2 separate regions of the Mus musculus genome follow, and region 1 is linked to region 2. The links are chromatin contacts, called in public Hi-C maps. All regions are on one chromosome and are shown on one strand. Each heading gives the region's core, a stretch centred on a gene start, on an enhancer-like site or on the middle of the called end of the contact. The rest is flanking DNA. Distances are from core to core; before and after follow the strand shown. Region 1 has its middle 45 kb from the start of Gm43868. Region 2 has its middle 12 kb from the start of Gm38873.

Region 1 (3,954 bases), core at 771-3,270, 600 kb after region 2:
GGCAGACAATGATGATACTCACACCAGACAATACACAGGACAGTTCCTTTCAACAAGCCATTACCTTGACATAGATGAGATTGAGAATTTTTGTTTAGAAGACCATCACATGCCAGAGACAGACAGACAGACCTTCCTTCCTTCCTTCTGCCCTCAACAGGGCCCACTATTGATTTTCTATGCATGGTCCTTCTGAGCCTGCCTGCCATCTATGATTTTGTGACAGTAATGTGGTGTCTGTTTCTTTCCTTGCTAAAAGCTGTTGATACTGCACAGACTGTCACATGCCCAGAAAGGAAAAATCCCAGAGAGTCTGGTCTGAGTCACAGAGTGCTTGTGTTACATCTTGGATGGCTCAAAGGACCTCACGTGCCTGGGATGCAGGCTGCCTGGCTGCCCAAAGAGCTAGCCTGAGGCTGCACAAAAAAAAAAAAAAAAAAAACGAGATGGGGGCAGGTGACCCTTGAAGGTTGTGGGGCTAAATATAATCTAAGAATCCTTGTATTTGTCACCCAAAGGACCTTGGGGAGAGGGGCAGAAAAACATGAGTGACCTCTACATCTTTGTCCCCCAGGTTAAGAGCACCTGCTGCTCTTCCAGAGGTTCAAAGTTTGCTTAACAACACCCTCACCAGGCTCCCAGCACACAAAACTCCAGCCCCAAGGGGACCCAACACCCTCTCCGCCTTCCTCAAGCACCCCAACACAGGGGACATATATCCACACAGACACATGCATGTCATAAAAACAACAGAAATAAATCTAGCCTAGTGTGGTAGCACCTGCCTTTAATCCCAGCACTAAGGAAGAAGAGGCAAATGGATTTCTGTGAGCTCAATGCCAGCCTGGTCTAAATAGAGTTTCAGCCTACCCAGTGCTAGGATGAAAATCCTGCTAATAGATAGATAGATAGATAGATAGATAGATAGATAGATAGATAGATTATTTTAAAGGGTTAAGAACCATCACTCTACAGATGGGTGGTCCTGGGATGTGGGTTCGGCAGTCCGGATGATGCCCACACTGTGAGGGGTCCTGCTTACTGTTATTGCCAGTTTCAAAAGAGCAGTAGAATGCAGAAGTAAACAGCTTGAATCTTACAGCTTAATCAGACAGGCCTGACTGTGAGGCACCCTCCTGTCGCTAGGCAGTGACCTGGAGAGATGACTTTGTCATATCTGAGCCTCCTCCATGTGATGGGAACATGCTAAGTACCCACTTCCCTGGGTTGGGCTGCAGGTCCATTGCGAGTATGAGAGCCTAGACTTAACACACAGCATCACTGAAATATGTGACAGGTGTCATAAAAGGATGCTGTAGCAGGAAGACACAGGTGAGGGCCAGTATGGGCAGCCCGGCATCCTCCCAGAAGTTTTTCTGTCCAGGTAGGATGCTGGTGAACCATGATGCTCACCATAAGCACCCGACTGCAGTGAGTGCTTCGTCTATGGCGGCTCCCATGGGATATTTTACTGCCCCAACTTTATGGATGGAATAATGAGACACAAGTTTACTCACAGCCTGTTATCCTGCTGTGAAAAGGGGAAGAGTCATGACAAAGACGGTTTGGTTCCAGGTCCCTTCCCCTAGCTGCACATACACTGCCCCTGAATGCCTCCGGAAGGGGAAGAAATAAAAAGAGCCTGTTCCCTTTCTTGTTCCCAAATACCTTCTCCACCCGTAATAGCAGAAAGTGACAAATGCCTAGGAGAGGAGCACTAGCTCTGCCCACCAGGATCCACTGTGAGGGAAGCCTGCAAGGCAAGATCTAGAAGCGTCTGCAGAGAGCCGAATAAGAGAAGCACTGGGAGGCAGATGAGGCTCAGAATTGAATAAACCCGGACTCCACCTGGTGACGTAGGGTCTCTGAGCCCAGAGACATACTTTCTCAAAATTTTATTTCTCCCTGTCTGAAACAAGGCTTAGACACAATATCCCAGCTAGCTCTACAAGGCTGGGCTGAACTGGTGGGGAAGAGGCTACTGCATGCTGGGAAGTGGGAGGAGGGAGTTGGTCAGAACCTATCCCGGTAAAAGAGCGCCACCTGGTGAGGCACTCTGAGAACATTACTGGTGGCTGCTCTGACCAGATCATTGTAACCCAAGGAAGCCGCTTCTAGTCTCTGAATTTCAGAACTTACAAGGACATCGGAAGCTAGCGATGATGATAATGCCTGCAATTGTTAACTCCTTTACCCACACACATTCTCTTAACCACGCTGTTTCAAAATGGCAATGAGTTGTGAAGAATGCAAAGAATAAGTGGCGATCCTTTGTTCTGGAAATGCTGTTAAGTTACTTATTTTCCCTTAACTTTTGTTTACTTAGGGTTTGGATGGATATTCTTGTTGTTATTTTGAGACAGGGGCTCACTTTATATCTCTGGCTGGGTATAAAGGCTAGGCTGTCCTCAAACTCACAAGAGGTCCTCTGACCTCAGCCTCCCGCGTGCTGGGATTAAAGTCATGCACCATTATGCCTAGCTGTTTGTTTGTTTGTTTGTTTGTTCATTTTAGTTTTTCAAGGCAGGGTTTCTGGCTGTCCTGGAATTTACTCTGTAGACTAGGCTGACCTCGAACTCATAGAGATCCTCCTGCCTCTGTCTCCTAAGTGCTGGGATTAAAGGAGTGCGTCATGCTTGTTTTTAGTAGTAAGCACACAGCATGAGACTTTCCTATATTCAGGCAGGGCGGCACTGACTCCGGCGTGATGTTGTATAGGTCTTAAGAACTCACCCATCCTGAGTAACTTAAACGATACTGAATGCTGCTGATTACATGATTAACCTTGTCCAGAATAATTTATTCTTATGACTTCATTTAGCCCCTCCCCCAAGGAACCACGTGAGTGGAGGAGGAACCAGAAGAGTACAGCACTCACTGCGTCAGCGCCTAAGACTCTGCCGACTTGAAAAGTCCACACTAACACGTGTAATGCGAATTACACTTGATAAACATGCATTTACTAAAGCCGTATGACCACTGCAGGAGAGAGAGGTTGTTCTCACAGTTAGGGAACTGTAAATGTGCTGCGTTTGAATCTTAAATGTCCTTCAAAGGCTCATGTGTTAAACAGTTGGTTCCTGGGCCAAGGTGTTGCTAGGTGTTGCTAGGAGGAGGTAGAACTTCAAGATGTGGAGCCCTAGGGGGAAGCTTTAGGTAATAGGGAAAGGCAAGACCTGAGGGAATTATGGGACTCTGGTCTCTTCGTTTATCTGCACCTGACGTGAAGGGCTCTCTTCTACACTGTGTGTTGCCACTATAATGTGCCACACCACGGGTTCAGAAGTAAGGGGACCAACCATTCACAGACTGAGATTTCCAATCTATGGGCTAAAATACACGGTTCCTTTTGACAGGTTTGTTGTCTCCAGTATCTGTGGCCGCTCTGGAAAGCCGACTACACAAGGTGCTGGGTGCTGAGCATTGGCTGATGTTTAGAGGTGCACCTGACCAAGGGACTGGGGAGTCAGTCTTCATGCTGAGGAAACTATCCATTTGGAAAGAGGCAGAGACATGACTAAGCCCTTTGTAAGATTGACATACAATATGGACGCATCTAGAAGCCAGAAGAGCTGACTTGCTCTACGGAAAGAACTGTCAAAATGGCTATGCCCGGGGTGATTCTGCCCCAAGCATCTGCATCCCTCATGAGGGCTCTGCTCGAAGACTATCTGCCCCATCTTTCCTTTTGACATCTCAGCTCCTTAACAACACCTGTGTCCTGATCTCCTGATAACCAGAGCCCAACAAGGAGCGGAGCAATGGCTGCTAAACAGATATTTATTCAGAAGAGGCCTCTAATTCATCTGTCTTTCCCCCAGTCCTTCCTCTTGTTCCTGGTACCCACACAGATTAGCCCCTAGTTCCTCAAGGGACATCTAAGGATGTGGAGATTCAGAGGCAGCCTCCAGCCTAAACAAACTAATGACGCCTCACAGATGCGGCTCTTCACCA
Region 2 (4,020 bases), core at 914-3,413:
TTTTCCTTCCTTTTATTTGCCCACTATAATTTCAAAATCCCCAAAGATCAGGAATGGGACCCAGGAGCAGTAGACTGTGTGTTCAGACCATGGCGAGGTCCAGTGTCCTCTAGGAAACTGGAATGAGGATGTGGAAATGCAGTCAGTTGAATGCTCTGCCAATTCTACCCTCATCTTTCAGCAGAAGTAACTAAAAGGCCATTTAGATATAAACTTTAATCCTGGCTCCAGTGATTTCCAACTTCCCCAGACTTCATCTTGCCTGCCTGTACAATGAGGCTGAGGCCAGACCAAGGAAAGGAGACCTCTAGAAACTCTCTTTCCCTAACCCTAAAATCAAAAAGGCTAGAGAGAGATCCAAGACTGGTTCTGAAAAAGCTTGAGCCAGAGTTTGTTGGCCTAACAATCCATCTCTCAATTCCTGGTCCCCTTGCTGACCCCAGAATGAGGCTAACAAGAAGGTTGAGGAAAATGCAGTTTCACTCCTGTAACCACAGTAATTCTTGAGACCAGGAGACACTATGAAGAGCAAGGAAGAGATAGTCTTTACTGTTAGGAAGGAAAAGAGGCTACAAGCTTCACAAGCATCTCACTCAACTCTTACTACATCCTGAAGTGAGAATTTAAGCTGTGCCCAGGTCAAAAGTCAGGACTCTGAGGCACAGGAAGAAAATGATTGTACCCAGGTCTCCCAGTAGAACAACGGGGAAACTGTGAGTAGAGTATGTGTCCACTTGGCCTTCCCAACTTCTCGACCCCTTCAACCACATGGGACTTACTATCTTCAAATCATAATGGCATCTTTTTAAAAATATCTCTTCCACTCTTGGGCTCTAAACTCCAAGGAAGTGTCTAATGGTCCTCTGTACCCCTTATATTATTCTCAGTGTTGTTGAATAGGTGGATGGGTGGAAGGATGGATGAATGGTCTTATGGGAAGAAAGATATCTGGACAGACAGAGGTATATATAGGTAGGTGGGCAAACTGAAGAGTGGATGGAAGGTAGAACAGATCTACCTAGGAAGACGAATGGACAGGTAAGTGGGTGGGTGAATGGATATATGAAAGGACAGACAGACAGATGGATGGACAAATGAATGGGTAGATAATCGATCCTATGAGCATTAAGAAGTCACTGAAGACTTGAAAGAAGGAGACTGGCACACAGTGGCATAGAGAAGCACACACTAGGACCAACCCTCAAGAAGATCTCAGCCCAGTCAGAAAGGGACTTCACAGAGACTCAAAACATCTCTAGTCCTGAAATGTCACTTGTACAGATAGAGGTTGTGACCCCAGCCAGATAAGGAAGGATGTCCCTGTGTTCTAGGTGGTAAGAGGTTGGGGAGACAGCCTGGAGGAGCTATGGATAGAGCAATCACTGCAGCATAGCAGGACTTAGATGAACAGGGAGGAGAAGAAAACAAAGGCTGACAGCGAAGTCTGTGGTCTTCCTGGTACATCCCACCAGGGGAGGGTAGCCTCCATGCTTCTGCTCAGCAGGTTCGTGGCACCACTTTTTCATAACGAATTGGTCCAGTGACCCCCTCACCCTAGAGGACACTGGTACTACCAGTGTGGGTACACACCCACATACATGGGGGCTCTACATACCTCTTCCCAGCTGCCAAGAGGTGGTGGCCAGTAACCCAGACACCCTCCTAGTGACTTATACTGGAGCCCCAAGAGGCCAAAGCCCAGGCCATTGCTATGAGGCTTCCTGACCACCCCTTGCTTCCATTCTCCTTCAGGGCAAGCATTGAAAGTGGCGAGAAAGGCATGGACTCTACAGTAAGGGGACAAACCTCTTCCTAGCTGAATAACCTTGGGTAAGTCATTAACCTCTCTGAGCTCCAGCTTCACGGTGGAAAGTGGCATCTCCATTCCTCATAGAGAAATTTCAGTGCAAACAGCAGTGAGCAGGACATAGTTAGTCAACACAGAGTCTGATGCCTTGAGCAGGAGCCACCGCTATTACATATTGGAGAATAAAACTAAATCCTTCCTCCATCTGGCTGGAGAAGTTTAGACGCTCTCCAAGTCTCCAGCTGGGAGAGAAGGAAGAGGACATGTGATCTCTCCACCCACTGACACCTCCAGGAGACCCATATCCACTGGGACTAGCCACTAGCCTGGGTGTGGGCTGGGTAGGGCAGGCTCTGGGACTCTCTGACGCATTCTAGGGCTCTCCAAGGTAAAAAATAGCTTTGCTTTGTTCGCCTAGACACACACCCACTGGACTGGCAGCACGCCCACTGGACAGGCAAGTGGTGGGCTATTTCAAGCTGCATAAACAAGCCTCCACCAAGCCCCAACCTCAGGCCTCCAGAGAGCGGTATTAATAACCCACTATCTCATTCTCCCAGGCCAGAAAGACAGGAAGCAGAGCTCTGAGGCTGGCCAGTCCTGGTGTCCCCCACAATCCCAGCTGACAATGGCCACAACAGGACACTCAAATGTCATATTTCCCGCAAGTAAACAGAACACACAAAGGCTATGGTCGTCATAGTAACGATAACACCAGAAAATTGTTCTGACATATTTCACTGGCTCCCGGCTGCCCTGTTCCTACCACAGGGGCTCATCACTCCTCTCTTACACACTCCTCAGATCTGATGTCGCTGGGGCTTCTCTATCTGTTCTTCCTCTGCTCCATTGGCCCCCCCAACCTTCATTCCCACCTCCTCTCCACCCATCTAACTGCCCACACCCCCTACGCACGCATCTGCCTCCAGAAATCTTTCCTCCAGCTGCCCTTGCCCAAACTAGAGTGGCTCTTTCTGTCCAGCCTCTCATGATACACAGGGTCCATGAACATGGAATACCTCAGCACAGGGGACCTTGCAGGACAGAGATGTTGGTATCTATCTATACTGTGTCACTTCAGTTTGATGGTTAGGTATTTCCTGAAACAATGATTGCTCTTAGCCCTTCGGTGTGTCCATCCATAGGACTTTGCTGCTCCACACACACACACCCTAGCATTGAATCAAGTGTTCAGCTGTCTACTTATGAGCTATGCACCCATGCATATTAAGTTATCTTACAAGTTCTCTGCAGTGAAGAGAGACACAGAGTTGGTCAGGCTCAGTTACATTTGCTTTCTCTGGGAAGACTTGGACAAACATCTCTTCACTTCAGACAGGGTGTCAGTGACAGACTAAGTTCGACCAAGTTCAACCTGATAGACCCCCAAAGCATCACTGACACCCTGCCCTGCAGAGCTGACTCCAAGCCTCACCCTCTCATGCACTCCATAGAAGCTGCAGTGTGGAGTCCCCCTTTCAAGTCAATCTTCCATTTCCTTCCAATATGCCTTGTAGCTGGCAAGCATAAGGCAGGACTGAGTCGTGGCTGGAATCCCAAGTGAGGATTCGATGGCCTTCTCCTCTTCCTTCTTTCTAGAGAGAGTGTCGACAGCCCCATTCTCATTGCCATAGACCTAGCTACCACTGACCTACTCTTTTTGTTTGGTTGCCATAGCTACCAAGTCGAGGTGATCTCTACCCCCAAGGGGTCCATGGGATGGTCATGTTATGCCCAGAGAAAAAAGTCATATAAAAACAGATTCATGCTGTCAGAGGATCTTGAACGCGTTCACGACCGGCCAGGAAGAACGCAGCAAACCGGAATCTTCTGCGGCAAAAGCTTTATTGCTTACATCTTTAGGAGCAAGAGTGCAAGAGAGCAAGAGCTTTATTGCTTACATCTTTAGGAGCCAGAGAGCAAGAGAGCAAGAGCTCTATTGCTTACATCTTCAGGAGCCAGAGAGCAAGAGTGCAAGAGCTCTATTGCTTACATCTTCAGGAGCCAGAGAGCAGGAGTGCAAGAGAGAGAATGGCGAAACCCCGTCCCTTTTTAGGAGAATTATCCTCCGCCTAGGACGTGTCACTCCCTGATTGGCTGCAGCCCATCGGCCGAGTTGTCGTCACGTGGAAGGCAGAGAACATGGAGTGGAGAACTACCCTTGGCACATGCGCAGATTATTTGTTTACCACTTAGAACACAGGATGTCAGCG

The links. A called contact is a pair of places that touch in the nucleus more often than the background predicts.
Region 1: a Hi-C map of cortical neurons shows a contact between it and region 2, with 4 times the contacts expected there. The contact joins two enhancer-like sites. A contact is called at or near these places in 12 of 484 Hi-C or Micro-C datasets (the Ba/F3 cell line, the HPC-7 cell line, brown adipocytes and 7 more).

Annotation. Positions count from the first base shown.
Region 1 is chr6:112,999,076-113,003,029 of GRCm38.p6, forward strand. No RefSeq gene overlaps it. Among named protein-coding and RNA genes, the nearest start is that of Gm43868, 45 kb to the right of the region's middle. Within about 2 kb of position 2,021, at least 68 of the 459 cell types and tissues checked have an H3K27ac peak or open chromatin away from gene starts, as enhancers often do. A contact at or near this core is called in cerebral cortex and cortical neurons, where this site is marked.
Region 2 is chr6:112,399,953-112,403,972 of GRCm38.p6, forward strand. No RefSeq gene overlaps it. Among named protein-coding and RNA genes, the nearest start is that of Gm38873, 12 kb to the left of the region's middle. Within about 2 kb of position 2,164, at least 32 of the 459 cell types and tissues checked have an H3K27ac peak or open chromatin away from gene starts, as enhancers often do. A contact at or near this core is called in cerebral cortex and cortical neurons, where this site is marked.